4 separate regions of the Mus musculus genome follow, and all the other regions are linked to region 1. Evidence: chromatin contacts called from public ChIA-PET and Micro-C data. All regions are on one chromosome and are shown on one strand. The core of a region is the stretch at or near the end of the contact, and the rest is flanking DNA. Distances in the headings are between cores, read along the strand shown. Region 1 holds the start of Rassf1 (Ras association (RalGDS/AF-6) domain family member 1). Region 2 holds the start of Gpx1 (glutathione peroxidase 1). Region 3 holds the start of Dag1 (dystroglycan 1). Region 4 holds the start of Bsn (bassoon).

Evidence for each region. Hi-C and Micro-C count contacts between places; a contact is called where the count stands out from the background. ChIA-PET counts read pairs in DNA pulled down with a chosen protein or histone mark.
Region 2: an RNA polymerase II ChIA-PET map of memory CD8 T cells shows a contact between it and region 1, with 33 read pairs. The contact joins the promoter of Gpx1 here to the promoter of Rassf1 in region 1. A contact is called at or near these places in 2 of 39 promoter capture datasets (erythroid cells and pre-B cells), 1 of 484 Hi-C or Micro-C datasets (B cells), 4 of 115 datasets of contacts at active chromatin or transcription factors (large pre-B cells, memory CD8 T cells, pancreatic cancer cells and 1 more) and 2 of 9 other capture datasets (adipose tissue and liver).
Region 3: an RNA polymerase II ChIA-PET map of memory CD8 T cells shows a contact between it and region 1, with 6 read pairs. The contact joins the promoter of Dag1 here to the promoter of Rassf1 in region 1. A contact is called at or near these places in 1 of 39 promoter capture datasets (the C10 cell line), 1 of 484 Hi-C or Micro-C datasets (LSK cells) and 2 of 115 datasets of contacts at active chromatin or transcription factors (bone marrow-derived macrophages and memory CD8 T cells).
Region 4: a contact with region 1 is called in a Micro-C map of embryonic stem cells, with 2.9 times the contacts expected there. The contact joins the promoter of Bsn here to the promoter of Rassf1 in region 1. A contact is called at or near these places in 1 of 484 Hi-C or Micro-C datasets (embryonic stem cells) and 2 of 115 datasets of contacts at active chromatin or transcription factors (memory CD8 T cells and pancreatic cancer cells).

The regions. Positions count from the first base shown.
Region 1 is chr9:107,549,494-107,553,118 of GRCm38.p6, reverse strand. Rassf1 (Ras association (RalGDS/AF-6) domain family member 1) reads right to left here and starts at 1,564. Exons shown (of 6, transcript NM_001243748.1): 1 at 1,273-1,564. The coding sequence starts at 1,522. It overlaps Zmynd10 (zinc finger, MYND domain containing 10), which reads right to left. Exons shown (of 12, transcript NM_053253.4): 7 at 3,553-3,625; 8 at 3,072-3,244; 9 at 2,710-2,835; 10 at 2,500-2,621; 11 at 2,254-2,379; 12 at 1,798-2,158. The coding sequence ends at 2,083. It overlaps Gm34106 (predicted gene, 34106), which reads left to right and starts at 2,282. Exons shown (of 2, transcript NR_168657.1): 1 at 2,282-2,422.
Region 2 is chr9:108,337,134-108,340,758 of GRCm38.p6, reverse strand. Gpx1 (glutathione peroxidase 1) reads right to left here and starts at 1,679. Exons shown (of 2, transcript NM_008160.6): 1 at 1,201-1,679; 2 at 417-982. The coding sequence starts at 1,446. The coding sequence ends at 623. Rhoa (ras homolog family member A) reads right to left here. Exons shown (of 6, transcript NM_016802.5): 6 at 2,816-3,625.
Region 3 is chr9:108,262,169-108,265,793 of GRCm38.p6, reverse strand. Dag1 (dystroglycan 1) reads left to right here and starts at 1,979. Exons shown (of 4, transcript NM_001276482.1): 1 at 1,979-2,169.
Region 4 is chr9:108,188,323-108,191,947 of GRCm38.p6, reverse strand. Bsn (bassoon) reads left to right here and starts at 1,565. Exons shown (of 12, transcript NM_007567.2): 1 at 1,565-1,904. The coding sequence starts at 1,690.

The sequences.
Region 1 (3,625 bases), core at 315-2,814:
CACCTGGGTACTGTCCCAGCTCTGACTACACTCACCTGATCCAGATCCCAGGCAGCACTGATCGGCCTCTTCAGACCAAATCCTATGTGCAGTGCCTTCACATTAATGTCTAATGAAGATTTCTAATGAATATGGCCAAAATGTCATTTTTTTCCCCACTTCACTCCACCCCAGGGTTCCTATCTCAACAAGTTATCACTGTAAGCCCAATCTGAAGCAAACCCTCCATTTGCCTTTGGTTTCTTCCTTATCTCCCAAACTGTCTTGCTTCCTAGACAAGAACCCCAGAGCAGCTTTCTTTCTCCTTGTGAATGCTGAGATGCCGCAGCTCTTGCTCTCATGTGGCATTCTGTCACAAACTGCTACACTAGCTGAGTTTGTGACATACTTGTATAGTGAATGAGATGATCTGGAGGCACACACAGGCCTACAGTGCCATTTTTAAGTTCCTATATGGCCCAAAGCACCGATTCTCAACTCAAAACTATACATCAGAACTTGGGAGGCAGGGGCAGGTGGGTTGCTTGTCACAGCCTGGTCTGCATAGAGAGTTCTAGGCAAGCCAGGGCTGCAGAGTGAAACCCTGTCTTAAAACACAACAAAACAACCAAAAAACCAAACCAAAACAGAAAAACCAGGATGCCTAAGGTCCACTTTCAACAACGGAGTCAACAAGTCTGAGAGGAGAAGTAGGCGCGAGGAGACTGGAAGGTATATATTGTCCTGCGTGGTTCTGTTTGCTGGTAATTCCTAGGTCAGAAGGACCACTCATTGTGTGTGTGGCTGGACTCCATGTTTTAGCCTCTGCATCCTTGACTCAAAACAACCTTGACTGAAGTTTCAATAGAATTCCTACTAACAAGGAGCCTAACTAAGGTTCTAACTTTTTCTGGCCCCCTATTAATGTGGGAGACGTCACCCAGGAATCTAGAGGGGGAACACAGTGAGCCAATCGTTGGGAAGAGGCGGGCCTCGGAATGTAGGCTCAGAGCTCAGCAGGCACAAAGGCTTTTCAAGAAAGGGCACAAGCACTTTAAAGACAAACTTGAAGCACCTTCTTATTCACAGACAACTAACTCTGCCCAACTGTGCACGGACAGAGCGTGACAAGTGATAAACCATTTTCTCAAGCACTCTCCCTGATGGAGCAAGGCCAGGAGATCTGGTCTGCAGGATCATCACAACTGACCAGCCCTCCACTGCCGCTTGACCCGCAACTATGGTGCTGCCTCCCTTTCCGTAGTCGCTGGCTGTGTGGGGCCGCTTACTCACGCGCGCACTGTAGGCCCTTGCGCACGACGCCCCAGATGAAGTCTCCACAGAGGTCGCACCACGTGTGCGTGGTGGGCCCTGCAGGCTGGAAACGGTGGCCACGACCCGGGACGTGCTGCTGTGACGGATTGCGTGTTGTACCCGGGGCGATGCGCAGAGCGTTGGCACGCTCCAGCCGGGTACGGCCTGGACCGATGCGCCCGGACGGTGCCAGCTCGCGTAGTTCAATGAGTTCTGGCTCCGCCGACATGGCCCGGTCAGGCCGGTGCTGTAGCGGACTAGCAGCTAGTGAGTACCGAGCGGGCGAGGCCGCAGGGCGGGCCGCGACTTCGGCACCGCCCCCAGGATCCAGGCAGGGCGGCGGGAAAGAGCCGAGGAGGACGCGCTGGAACCCTAGGCGAGCCGACCGTGTGGACTTGTGGGCGGGGCACGGCACAGGGGTGGGCCCTTTCAAAGAGCCCCTTCCCAATCTTTCCGTCCAGTCTTCTCCCCCGACCCCAAGGATGACTGTACAGCGCCACACTGTTGCGTTTCATGAGTCTGCTTTATTGTGCGAAAGGAAGAGGGTCTCCACATCCGGCCCTTGCTTACACCCCCCAACCCTGTCTGCCAGTTTGCTGATGCTGTGGCCTGGTCCTCTGCGTATTCGCTGGGTGGGGCAGGAAGTGAAGAGTGTGGTGGTTTGCAGCTCTACTTGACTCAGCTGTGCTCACCAGGGAAATTGAGGTCTGACAGGGGCGAGCCACGAGTCCCTGAAGCTCAGTCACAGTCTGGGTGCGCTCTTCTGTCGGCCCTCGGCAGCTACGGCCTTCACTTGGCTCTGTCACCTTGGGCTGCTAGAACACATGTCTTTCCGTGCTTCTCCCAGTGCTTGACTTGACACTCCCTGCAGCGGGGTGGGTTGCATGACAATGACAGGGCTTGTAGGAGAACCCAGGGTTGGAGCTTAGGGGGGCAACTAAGGTCCCAGGATCGCCTCACCTGCAGCAATACCACACATTCTGGCATCTGGAGCAGCGCTTGGAGGCCTCTGCGTTGCAGTAGCCGCAGCGGGGCCTCTCCGGAGCTACTGCCTCTAGGACATCCAGCCTGTAGGTTTCAGCCCACCTGGGGGAGGAGTCGAGAAGAGCTGAATGGACGGACCGGGCAGGTAGGTGCACAGAAGCACTAGGTGACCTTCCCTCCTTGGTCCTATGCACGTGACTTCAGCCACTCAGTGGACTTTACCTCTGTGCTTGTTGACGAAGATCCTTCTCCGAGAGGCTGAATACGTGCTGAAGCTGGTGCTTGGCGATAGCCTGCCATTTCCCTTTGTTCTCTCTCTCCAGGCGATCCCAGATTTCTGGGATCTAAAAAAGTGTAATGGAGACAGGGAGGAAGGAGCCGGAAAAGTGGACCACCGTCCCAAGCACTCCCAAGCATGTTCTAGGGCCTTACCTGTTCTAACACTAGGTCCTTCTTAGGGGGCTGGGTTTCAGCCAGGGACAGGTGGGCCAGGAAACCCTTCAGATCGGCAAGATTGGGCAACTGGTCGAGTAGTGTGTCAGTGAGGAAGGCCTGAAGCTGCAAGAGATCCAGGGAAGGCCATTGAGAAACTAACTGTTCCTAGCCAGAGGGCCAAGAGACAGGAAGTCCTGAAATTGGGCTGAGCGTCCTTGGAGGGTTTGCATCTTACCAGCTCCCCTGTCGATGCCTGAAGCCCAAGTTGTGGAAAGGGGACAGGGACAGGCCAGGATGCCCTGGGGGGTGGGTCTGGGCAGGGGGGCAGTGGGGCTGGGCGGGGTCATTGAGTTCTCCACCTTAAGCAGCTGTCCCTTGGCAAAGCTTGTAAGGCAGTAACGGGCTCGGGCCTCAGGGCTGAGCAGTAGATTGTACAGGGCGATCCATACTTGCCCATCCAGTTTATTCAGCTTTTGCTGCTCTGAGGGGGCCACCGTCTGCCATCGGCCACTCTCAAAATGCTGCAGCTTGCCTGGGGGAGGAGAAGGAGCCCACCGGATGCCGGTGGGTGTTGTGTTATCTTTGAGAGTGTGTGGTCCGGAGGACTGTCCACCACTGCCTGGCAAGGTTAGAAAGCCTGGGCCACCAGACGTCAGAACAAGGTGGAGTCTTCAACAAATGGTTCACAGGACTTGTCTGCCTCAGAGTCAAACTCTAGTCCCATCTCGGGTGAGGTATCCCAGAATCCTAAATGTGTACCCTGTACCCTTCACACTGATCCTGAAGGGTGTTCTGGAAGCAGCCAGTTACATCTTAGGCAAATGGGAGGGGGAGCCTTACCTCCTACCCGCCGGCTCCAGGGACTGTGCTCCAGCAGTTCCACCAAGAGGCAGGGCAAGTTGTGAGTCCTGAG
Region 2 (3,625 bases), core at 430-2,929, 790 kb before region 1:
ACTGAGTAGCAGTGTGGGTTCATGCAGCAAAGAGAAGCTGGTAACACTGTGCAAGGCTGTTGCAGCTGTGCAAAACAGACTTCTGTGGGCAAAGATCTAGATTTCTAGAGTCTTGTGTGAACAGGGGCACACAGTCACTTCCTCATCCACCAAAAACTCAGAAAGGAGAAGTTCACGTTTGGGGTTAGGGTGGCCTTAACCGTTAGGCAGTCTGCCCTTGTCTACTGGCTTCCTCCTTCTGGAGTATGGCCTCTGCTGTAACGGCGACTCAAGACTGACCTTAACCATGTCCTGGGACAGGGAGAAAGAAAAGCATAAGGGGCGGGGAAAGGGACGTTTAGGCTCTGGGATTGAGTTCCTTATCCCTGACTATGAGGCTATCCAAAAGGTGACAATGACACAGGACACACAAACAATTCTGATATTCAGCACTTTATTCTTAGTAGTGAAACCACCTTTCATTAGGTGGAAAGGCATCGGGAATGGATGGGACCAGCGCCCATCTGAGGGGATTTTCCTGGAAATCAGGTGTTTCTCCGTGCAAATTTAGAGGAAACACCATCATGGAAGAACCGCCCCCCAGAGTGCAGCCAGTAATCACCAAGCCAATGCCAGGGCCGCCTTAGGAGTTGCCAGACTGCTGGGACAGCAGGGTTTCTATGTCAGGTTCGATGTCGATGGTACGAAAGCGGCGGCTGTACCTGCGCACGGGAACACCGTCGGGGCCCACCAGGAACTTCTCAAAGTTCCAGGCAATGTCGTTGCGGCACACCGGAGACCAAATGATGTACTTGGGGTCGGTCATGAGCGCAGTGGGGTCGTCACTGGGTGTTGGCAAGGCATTCCGCAGGAAGGTAAAGAGCGGGTGAGCCTTCTCACCATTCACTTCGCACTTCTCAAACAATGTAAAATTGGGCTCGAACCCGCCACCAGGTCGGACGTACTTGAGGGAATTCAGAATCTCTTCATTCTTGCCATTCTCCTAGGGAAGACAAAGGCATTTATTTATGTGCTAGGATTTCGGAAAGAATGTGCTTTTTAACTGCAAAACAGAGGTTTCCCGATGAGTCACCAGGAAGTTGCCCTCCTTGTATAACCGAGGATAGGCCTGCATTCCAGCTGTAGTACCAGAGGAGAAAGTAAGCGGTGTCCCGCCCGTGGGAGCCTAGAGCCCAAGGCCACCCATCTCGCCCCATATACCTGGTGTCCGAACTGATTGCACGGGAAACCGAGCACCACCAGTCCACGAGGTCCCAGACGCTTCTGCAGATCGTTCATCTCGGTGTAGTCCCGGATCGTGGTGCCTCAGAGAGACGCGACATTCTCAATGAGCAGCACCTTGCCCCGCAGGGAGCCCAGGCTCACAGGCTCCCCGCCCGTCAGCGGGCGCGCGGAGAAGGCATACACGGTGGACTGTGCCGCCGCGGAGAGCCGAGCAGCACACATACTGGAGATGTTGGGACTCAAACGTGGAATCCGTACTAGCGCTCACAGGGCCCTGCACCTCCTTTTAACTGGATGGTGCTGAGATCACGTGGCATCGCTTTCTTTCCGGCTGGCAGCCAGCTCTAAGTCTCAGGGTCCCGCCTTATCCGGCCTCTACCCTCCCCCCATCGAGGAACAGGGAAGAGGGTGCGGCCGGGCTAAAGCGCCTGGAGGTGCCTAGGGCGGGTCTGGTCTAGCTCCTGTAGCACTAGTCTGGAAGGAAGCTGCTTGCTTAGGCGGGGATCTTCCAGCTCTGTCTTACTCAACCGTTTCTTAATTAGTCTAGAGTCCCGCCTAGGAAGATGGCCTCTGGCAATAACAACGGCTAAAGCAGCTCACGCACAGCTCCCTTATATTGTGTAACTTTACCCACACGTTTCTAGTCATAAGGTTATAGGGTTTTAAAAACATAAGTTTAATTACACTTATTGTTTAATTAAATCGAAGGAGCATGCATGTTGAGGTCAGAGTTGGTTCTCTCCTTCCACTCGGTGATAATTTGGGAATTGAACTCAAGAGGAGCTGCGTCGCATCAGGTGGCCAGTGTTTTGTTTCTGAGACAAGGTCTCTACAGAGCCCTGGCTCGCCTGGAACTCCAAGTGCATGTTTTCGTTTTGTTTTGTCTTGGGGGGTGTCTCCATCTCATCAGTGTTTCTGTATGCAGTCTTGGCTGTACTAAGGCTTGTTCAGTAGCCCAGGCAGGCCTAGAACTCAAGAGATTTACCTGTCTCTTTGCTTTCATCCCGAGTGCTGGTACTAAAGGCTTGTACCACCCATGCCTGACTTTTTTTTAGTAGCACTAACAGCGCTATCAAAGGCAATTTCTTTTGGTTGTTTTTGTAAGGGTGGACAGCAGTGCAGGACTCCCTGCTCCAGACTCTAACCTAGCTCCTCTCAGAACACGTGCTTCTAGTGGTCCTAGATTCCTGCCCCCAGTGCAGTTTGGTCTTAGTCCAGAAAACCCAGCCCCTCATGTCCCCTCTATGACATTCCACTCCACTTTTTTTTTTTTTTTTTTTTTTTGTCTTTTTTAGACAGGGTTTCTCTGTATATCCCTGGCTGTCCTGGAACTCACATTGTAGACCAGGCTGGCCTCGAACTCAGAAATCCACCTGCCTCTGCCTCCCGAGTGCTGGGATGAAAGGCCTGCGCCACCACACCCGGCTTCCACTCCACTTTTTAGATTTGAACGTGTCACAGGGAAACCACTTCCATGTTCTTGGGAGGAGACAAAAGGTTAGTCTAGAAGAGGGAGGGAGTAGGAGGAGCTGGTGCCATTCAAGAAGCCTCTCCAGGGGAGTCTTTCCGGCGAAAGCAACACACAAGAGAATACAGGAAATTTAGAAAACTGCCTTTATTCTATTAGTTGGAAAAATTAACTGGTACAGAAAAATGTTTAGTCAGCTGGAGAGAAGAGACCCCCCCACCCCCACCCACTGCCACCCATAAGAACTGGTGGCTCCTCTGGGAGGCAACTTGGATACAGTGTGGAGAAAGGAGCACTGTGACTTAGAGCCAGACCCTGCAGTCCAGGTGAGAAAGGCTATGCCACCTCCAAAGTATAACTGCCTCAGGCGGGAAACCAAATTCCTACTTAGTCCAGTCTGGAAAGGGGTACTAGAATGATATATAGGGCTGAATAAGGGATATGGCCATATTTTATCAGAGAAAGTGACAAAATGGGAATTTTAAAAATGAATTCTTCCATCTGACTTTATTTCCAAATACACTTTCTTAAAAAAAAAAAAAAAAAAGAAAAAAAGAAAGAAAGAAAGAAAAAGAAAAGAAGCAATACACTTTCTGTGGGAATGACAAATATCAGTATTAGGAAATCCAATTATACAAAAAATACTACATCTAGTCTGGGGTAGATATATTTATTTTTTGGTAACATACATTAAGTGGCACTAATTACACAGTAACTATAAGGTAACTAACATGAGACCACAGAACTGTAACTCTGCAACAGCTGCGTGGACTTGGGCCTTTCTGGCTGAGCAAGATTTCAAAAAACTGAATACCCACCCCAGAGCTCTGGCAATGGAGTCTGTTAACAAGGAAAGCTCTGAAGTAGTGACTCACCAGAGTTCTTGCAGTTGACAGAAAGTAGGCAGGACATGTTAGTTATAAAGTAGTTACA
Region 3 (3,625 bases), core at 730-3,229, 710 kb before region 1:
ATTACGGATGGTTGTGAGCCACCATATGGTTGCTGGGATTTGAACTAATGACCTTTGGAAGAGCATTCAGTGCTCTTACCTGCTGAGCCATCACACCAGCCCTTACTTATTTATTTTCGAGACAGAATTTCTCTGTATAACCTTGTGTACTCATTCTATAGACCGGGTTGGCCTCAAACTCAGAATCAGAGATCCACTTGCCTCTGCCTCCCGAGTTCTGGAATCAGAGGAGTAAGCTACCACCACCCAGCTTTTTTAATATAGTTTTTTAAAGTTTTATTCATTTCAAATGAGTATACTGTAGCTGTCCTCAGACACACCGGAAGAGGGCATCAGATCCCATTACAGATGGTTGTGAGCCACCATGTGGTTGCCGGGAACTGAATTCAGGACCTCTGGAAGAGCAGTCAGTGCTCTTAACCGCTGAGCTATCTCTCCAGCCCTATATCTTATGTTTTTATTGTGCTTGGAGTTGGTTCTTTCTTTTCACCATGTGGGTTGTGGGGACCCAACTTAAGTCATCAGTAATGTCTTTACTGTCTAAGTAATCTCTGAAGCCCTTGATTAGTTTTTGAGACAAGGTATCACTCTATAGCCCAAACTGGCCTGGAGACTCATTATGCGACCTTGACTGGCCTTCAATTTACAGCAATCCTTAAGTCGCAGCTTTATGAGTGTAAAGATTACAGACGGCAGCAACCATGGCCAGCTCATTCTCAGCCTTTCTAAAATGGTACAGTCTTAAAGTCAGAATCTGAGAAGCCATTAACTCTTCAGTTTATTAACATCCAAGGGATGGCCTGCTCTTGCTCTCCTGGATTTTAGTTCCTCTTCCTTTTCTAGGCTCTATGAGTTAGTCACGTAAGAATTGAGAAATTGCAAACAGGTATTTGAGGTAGGGCATTTCTTCCTGAAAATTTTTTCTCCTAGACTCTTCTGAAGAGAACTGCCCGTCCTTTAGGCAGGAATCCCAGGCTGAGTAGCCGCCGGGTCTGTATTCAGAATGAGTTTACTGATAACAGCTTGTGTCTGAAACTCCAGCCTGGCCCTAGGCCAAAGAGGAATGGATTCCTTCTAGCAGTGTGGGGTCAGTTAGGAAGGGAGCAGAGCCTACCACAGTTCTGATTTCCACAGGTATTATGCACTGTCAGGTTTAGTAACTTGTTAAATCTCCAGTCTCTGGAGTTTGGGCCCTCTGGTGAGCCCAGGAGAGTTAAGAACTACTTTAGGACCCTCCATAAATGGGGGAGGCCAGATTCTAGCAGTAACCACCCATCTAAAGAATGTGGGCCACCGGGGGGTGAGTGACCTGTGCTAGCGGGTCAGAGCTATTTTGAGCTCCAGAGGAGGCATTGGATTTTAGCTTTCCAAGGAGGGGGAGGGGAAGCCTGTTGTATGGCCAGCACTAAAGAAATGGGTTACCTTCCTGCCCACCCACCCGGATCTGGCCTTAGTTTCTCCATCCATATTAAGGAGAGGGTAACAAGGCCTCTCTTCCTTTGCAATTGGGAGGGCGCTTCCTGAGTGTTTGAATGGTTTAGATACCGCTTGCGTTTTGCTCGAAGGAAATTAGGGGGCAGCTGTGTGGTGGCTTGTTGTGGCCGGACCGGTTCGCCGGCCTGTCCATACCTCGATTTATTCTTCGGGAGAAGTTGGGAAAGGTGCCCCTCCCCCACCCCAGCTAGCAAGCGCTCCCAGCTACCCGGACTGGCTAAGGCGTGTCCCGGGACCCACTTGGTCGACTTCGGGGGCGGGGCCTCTACGTCGGGGCGTGGCTTTTGGGGCGGGGGCGTGACAGGCCAATGGGCAGAGAGGTGCGGGACGGGGCGGGGCCTGTGCGCGGGTGCGGCGCGCTGCGGGGCTAGCGACGCAGGCAGAAGCGGGCCGCGCGCTGAAGGCTAGTCGGCGCCGCTCCGAGTCGGCCGTGGGATTGGCTGCGGCACTCGCGTGTCAGGCGGTTGCTAGGCTCCGGCCGCGCGCCCCGCCCTCGCGCTCGGCGCCCTCTCACCGCTCGGTACGTGATCGCGCGGAGGCTGCGGCGCGGCGCTCGCGCTCCTGGGGCTCGGGGGCGGCAGCGGCGGTAGCTTCGCGCGGAGTCCCCGGGGAGTGGCGGCGGTGTCCCTGGGCCCGGAGGAGCGAACACCTGCCGCGGCCTGCCCGTGGTGCTGGGTGAGTGCGCCTCCCGCCTCTGCCTCCCGGTGCCTGCCTGCTGGGGCCGGGATCCCCGCTGCAGCCGACCGAGCCTTCCGCGGAACACCTGCTGCTGCTCCCTTTCGGCCCGGGGCGGGGACACGGCCACGGACGTCCTTGCGGGTGAGGAGGCGGCGCCGCCGCCGTCCGTGCGGAGCCGCCCCTCGGCTCTCCGTCCGGTAGCTGAAGGCTGAGGCCGGAGCTGCGCGCCGCGGCGACGGGCCAGGCCTCGGCCCCGGCCCGCGCTCCCGGGAACGCGGGGCCTGTGCATCGGCCGCGGGCGTGTGCGGCCTGCGGGCTGCCTCCGGGTTGCCAGTGGGGGTCGCGGCCCAGTTAGGAGGCATCTCTACTGTGGGGCTCCTGCCAGAGGCTGGGAAGGGCGCCGCCCCCGCCTCTTGCTTTGAGCTGCTCCGAGTCTTGGGGTTCTTTCCTCCCCCTCGGTTGCGCTTCTGTGGGAGACTCCTTTACTACCTTTGCAGTGGGTATTTGGGAAATCAGGTTCACTTGCGAGTATATTTGGAAAATGTTCCCAGAGGGAACACCATGTTGACTCAGAGTCCTTTGCTATAACTCCCAAGTTCATTTATTGACAAACTCAACGGGCAATTAAAAACACACCTCTTAATCTCTACAATTTGAGAAGCTTTTGTTAAGTTGAATTACATCAAGATTAGTTTTCGTGGTGATGACGAAGTTTTGACTGGTCCGCCTAGTCTGGGACAGTACCTTTATAGCCTAGAGGTCTAACTTGAGAGTCCAGCCTGCTGTTTCCCTAAATAAGCGAGTAGAAGTAGTTCTTGGCGTGGAAGCCAGACTCGTGAAGTGAGGGTGGTGTTTATAGAACATAACTCCAGCTAGAGTTGGGTGTGCTTCCAGATGTTTTGGAATCTGATGGAGATGGGGTGTTGCAATCATATTAGTATATATTGTGCTTAATGAGCAAGAGACATACTTTCAGAATGTTCTAGTTTAGAAAAAGAATTCCACGGTAACGGGTTGTACAGATCGATGGTTTAAATATGGAGAATTGAAGTTCTTTTTGCCTTGAAGTCAAGGACATGGTCAGCGTGCTTAAAGGACATAGGGGCTATTGGAGAAATCAGATCTCACTAGGGAGTTAGTTGCAAGGCGTGTGGGATCCTGTGTGAAGGTAGGAGTAAGTAGCACTATGCAGGCAGCACCGGGTGGGAATGTGCAAGCATTGTTGATATGTACCTCTGTTGAAATTGTCACCGGACAAGTCCTCATCATTCTAAAAAACCTGATTTGACAAGATGCATTCATTTAGTAAATGTTTGACTTTACTCCCTGGGGACTTCTGGGTAGGACTTGGGGGCCCATGTAATACATCTTGCTTTGTCCTTAACTGATTTTGGGTTCAGTGAATGAGAATCAGAACCCATGACGAGAATATGCTTGCTTGCATGGTAGCCTG
Region 4 (3,625 bases), core at 316-2,815, 640 kb before region 1:
CTTTGCTGCCTGTCCCTACCAGGCCAGCCTCCCACTTAGGCTACTCAAAGGAAGGTCCTTTCTAACAGTTCCCTTGGACAGAAAGTGACACTGGCCCCACGTAGTACCAGACACTACTATGTTGCTTTGGTTGTCTTGCCTTTCTTTCCTCCCTTCAAATGAGGACGAGAAAGTTTACTAAGGTCTCAGGCTAATGAGGGAAATTTACAACCCTCTGGACAGTCCCCGAGGGCCACAGCAGAAGGCCACCAATAACTTCTCTTCTCTGGCCCCAATTTCACCTGACTCTGTACACCCTCTCTCCCTTGGGTGCTTCCCGAGACTCTGGGTCTATGGGACTCAGCCTCAGTATGAATCCCAGACGATGCTCACTACTATTTGGTTTTCCCCACAGCAATATCCAGCCCCTGACGGTCTGGCCCCAACATCTCAATCACTTTACACCTCTGAACAGACTCCCATTCATCTGCATCCTGCAAGTCTCTCACAGAGCCTGTTCTATGCTTTACCTACCAGGACAGCCTCCTGCTATATCTCACAATAGCTTGCCCCAGAACATGCTATATAGATAAGCCTGAAGTCTCACAGAGATCTGCCTGCCTCTGCTCCCACGCGCTCGGAAGAAAGGTGTGTACCACGATGTATGGTCCTTATGGATAGAAAGTGCCAGATTTCAGGCCGTGGACAGCGCTATGCCACCTTGTGGCATTTTCCCCTGCCTTTTCTTTTTGTCTATTTCTCTTTTTCCTTTCCCTCTCTCCCTCTTTCTTCTCTCTCCCTTTTTAAAAATCATGTCATTTGTTTGTTTGTTTGTTTGTTTGTTTAAGGCAGCATTTCTCAGTGTAGTTTGGTTCTCCTGGAACTTTCTCTCAGAGCGGGATGGCCTCGAACTCAGAGATCCTCCTGCTTCTGCCTCTCAAATCCTGGGATTAAAGGCGTGTGCCATTAAGTCCGGCTGCAATAAAAGTTCTTAACTGCTAATTCATCTCTCTAGACTATACTTTAACGGAAGACATTTTTATTTGTGTATGTGTATAGCTGACGGAATGGGAGGATGTGGAGAGCAGAAGACAACGTGGAAGTCGGTTCTTTCCTTTCACCATGTGGGCTCCTAACTCACAGCATCAAACTTGGAGCAAGCATCTTTACCTATTGGTCCCTTTTGCTGGCCCGGTTTTTTTTCTTTTAAAATGGTTTGGTGTAGGCTGGCCTCGAACTCACTACGTAACTAAGGATGACCTTGATTTTCCTGCCTCAATCTCCTATTGACTGGCATTACAGACGTAGGCCACCACTCAAGGCTCTTAGTCGCTTCTAAGGTCTAGTGAACCTCCAAAGTGGTCCAGCAGATTGCAGCCAGCCACCCGAGGCCGCCGGCCTTCATTCAACACCCGCCGGCCGCGTTGGCTGCGGAGGGCGCATGCGCGGGTTCCGGAGGCCTTTTCCCGGCGACCCCGAGGCTGGTGCGTGGACACGAGTCTTCGCGGGCTGGCGTGAGCGCGCGCGGGGAGGGGGGGGGGCGTGTGCAGGGCAGGAGCGCGCGCGACGCGCATGCGCAGCAGCAGGCGGCTGTGCGAGCCGAGCTGGGAGATGGCGGCAGCTGCGGTGGAGCGGAGAGTGTGAGCGCCGCCCGGGAGCCGCCGGCCCGGGCGCAGTGCGACCCCGACCCCGCCCGCCCGCCTGCCCACCATGGGCAACGAGGCCAGCCTGGAGGGCGGCGCGGGCGAAGGGCCGCTGCCGCCCGGAGGCTCTGGTCTGGGTCCGGGCCCCGGAGCAGGGAAGCCGCCTTCAGCACTAGCTGGCGGCGGACAGCTCCCCGTGGCTGGCGCTGCGCGAGCGGCGGGACCCCCGACCCCTGGTCTCGGTCCGGTCCCCGGCCCTGGCCCCGGCCCCGGCCCGGGCAGGTAAGAGCGCGCGTCTGGGCTCCTGGGGGGCAGGGAGCTGTGGTCCGAATCTGGGGCCGGGGCCTGGAATCCCACGATCTAGTGGACAGCAGGTTCGGGTCTGCCTGCACTGCGAATCCTGCCAGATTGGCGTGAGCTGGGTGGTCAAGGTGGGCAACCCTAGGTTCTCCAGCCGCCCCGCCTTGACAGGACAGGATGGTGAGTACAGGGTTAGTCAGGGCCTGCAGACCGTGACTTCGTCACAATCCCCCAATTCTCTTCCCCATAGCGCAGGGGCCCAACAGCTCAGGAGGGGCTTATGTAACCTTAGTCTGGTCCCTCTGCACAGGGGAGCAATGGGATGGAAGACATCCTCCCTGTCTGCCAGCGTCTGCATATGTCCATTGTGTTGGGTCGAGAAAGAGCACAATGGGAGTGGCTGTCAGGGAAGATAAGTGTCACTGCTAGGAATAGGGAAAGATGGGAATAGTTGAGCCATGAACTTGGTCCTTTGCTTTCCTCAAGCATTTCGTGCCTGTCACTGTCTCTGAGGAAAGGAAAATTGCCCACCGGATACTATCAGGCCCTATAATACTCGCGGTCATGTGCTTTCGTCAAGGGTTTGTGAACACTTTCAGGTGAGGCAGAAAACGCTATTGAATTACCTCCCACCAGATATGAACTCATGGCTTAATGATTTAGCTCAACACCTCCGGCCAGTGGGAAAGCCAAAATCCACATAGACTGGTTTAAACCAAATAGATCTGGCCAAATATTTTTGAGCCCAGCTTGTTTCAGGGTTTGCCAAACCCAGATTCTGCAAAAACAAGTGGCATGGAAGGCGGAGGATGTGAATGTTGGCCTGTGTCAGCCGACTCAAGACTACCAAGAGATGACAGGGTAAAACGGAAGGCGTTATTTTTACACCAGTTGGGCCTGGGGAGTATCGTCCCCCTTGGGGGGAGGTGTTTCTATCTCCATTCAAAGCTGCCAATATCTATGTTGCTTTGCCTTTTCTGGTACACAGAAACTCCAAGGAAGAATAATGTTTGCTTTTTCAGACACCCAACTGTGCCTCCTGTGTTGATTTCTTCAGGAGTCTTTTCTTAGATAACTCACAGTGATGCAGAGATGTCAGTAGCCTGAAGCCATCTCAAACAGGCCAGCCCATGAATGTAGCTTTTAGAGGAGGAACTGGCCCGTTTTACATTTGCTTTGACAGTAATGCAGTTGAGTACCACGCAGCTCTTAGCCCTGGACACACTGCCCATCTCGCTGTGTGATGAGATGCTTGTTTTGGGTTTTAGCCTGAGAAACAGGCTCGCCAAGCTTCAGCTCTCTCCCTTCAAGGAAAAGCTACAGCTGAATGGAAAACCACCTTGTTGTTATATGGAGAATTTACCATCTCCCTTCCGGATAACCAGACTGGCTGCTCTACTAGTTGTTTATCCGACATTGCAGAGGCAAGCATATGGAATTTTGGAAAGACCTGGCGGATTAGAGGGACAGGACAGAGGCTGCTGCTGTATACTGCTCATACGGCTCAGTGTTCCATTTGTGCTCTACCTATAAGTCCTGCTTCAGGGAAAACCTAGCCACTGCCATCATGCAGAAACCATGGGCTATTGCTGGATTTTGCAGTCACAACACATTTTGCCAGCTGTGGGTAGGGCTCACACACTGGCCTGTGTGTGTGTTCCTGAGGTCCTTCAGTTTTGAGGCTCAGGGGCTGAGCTGATTTG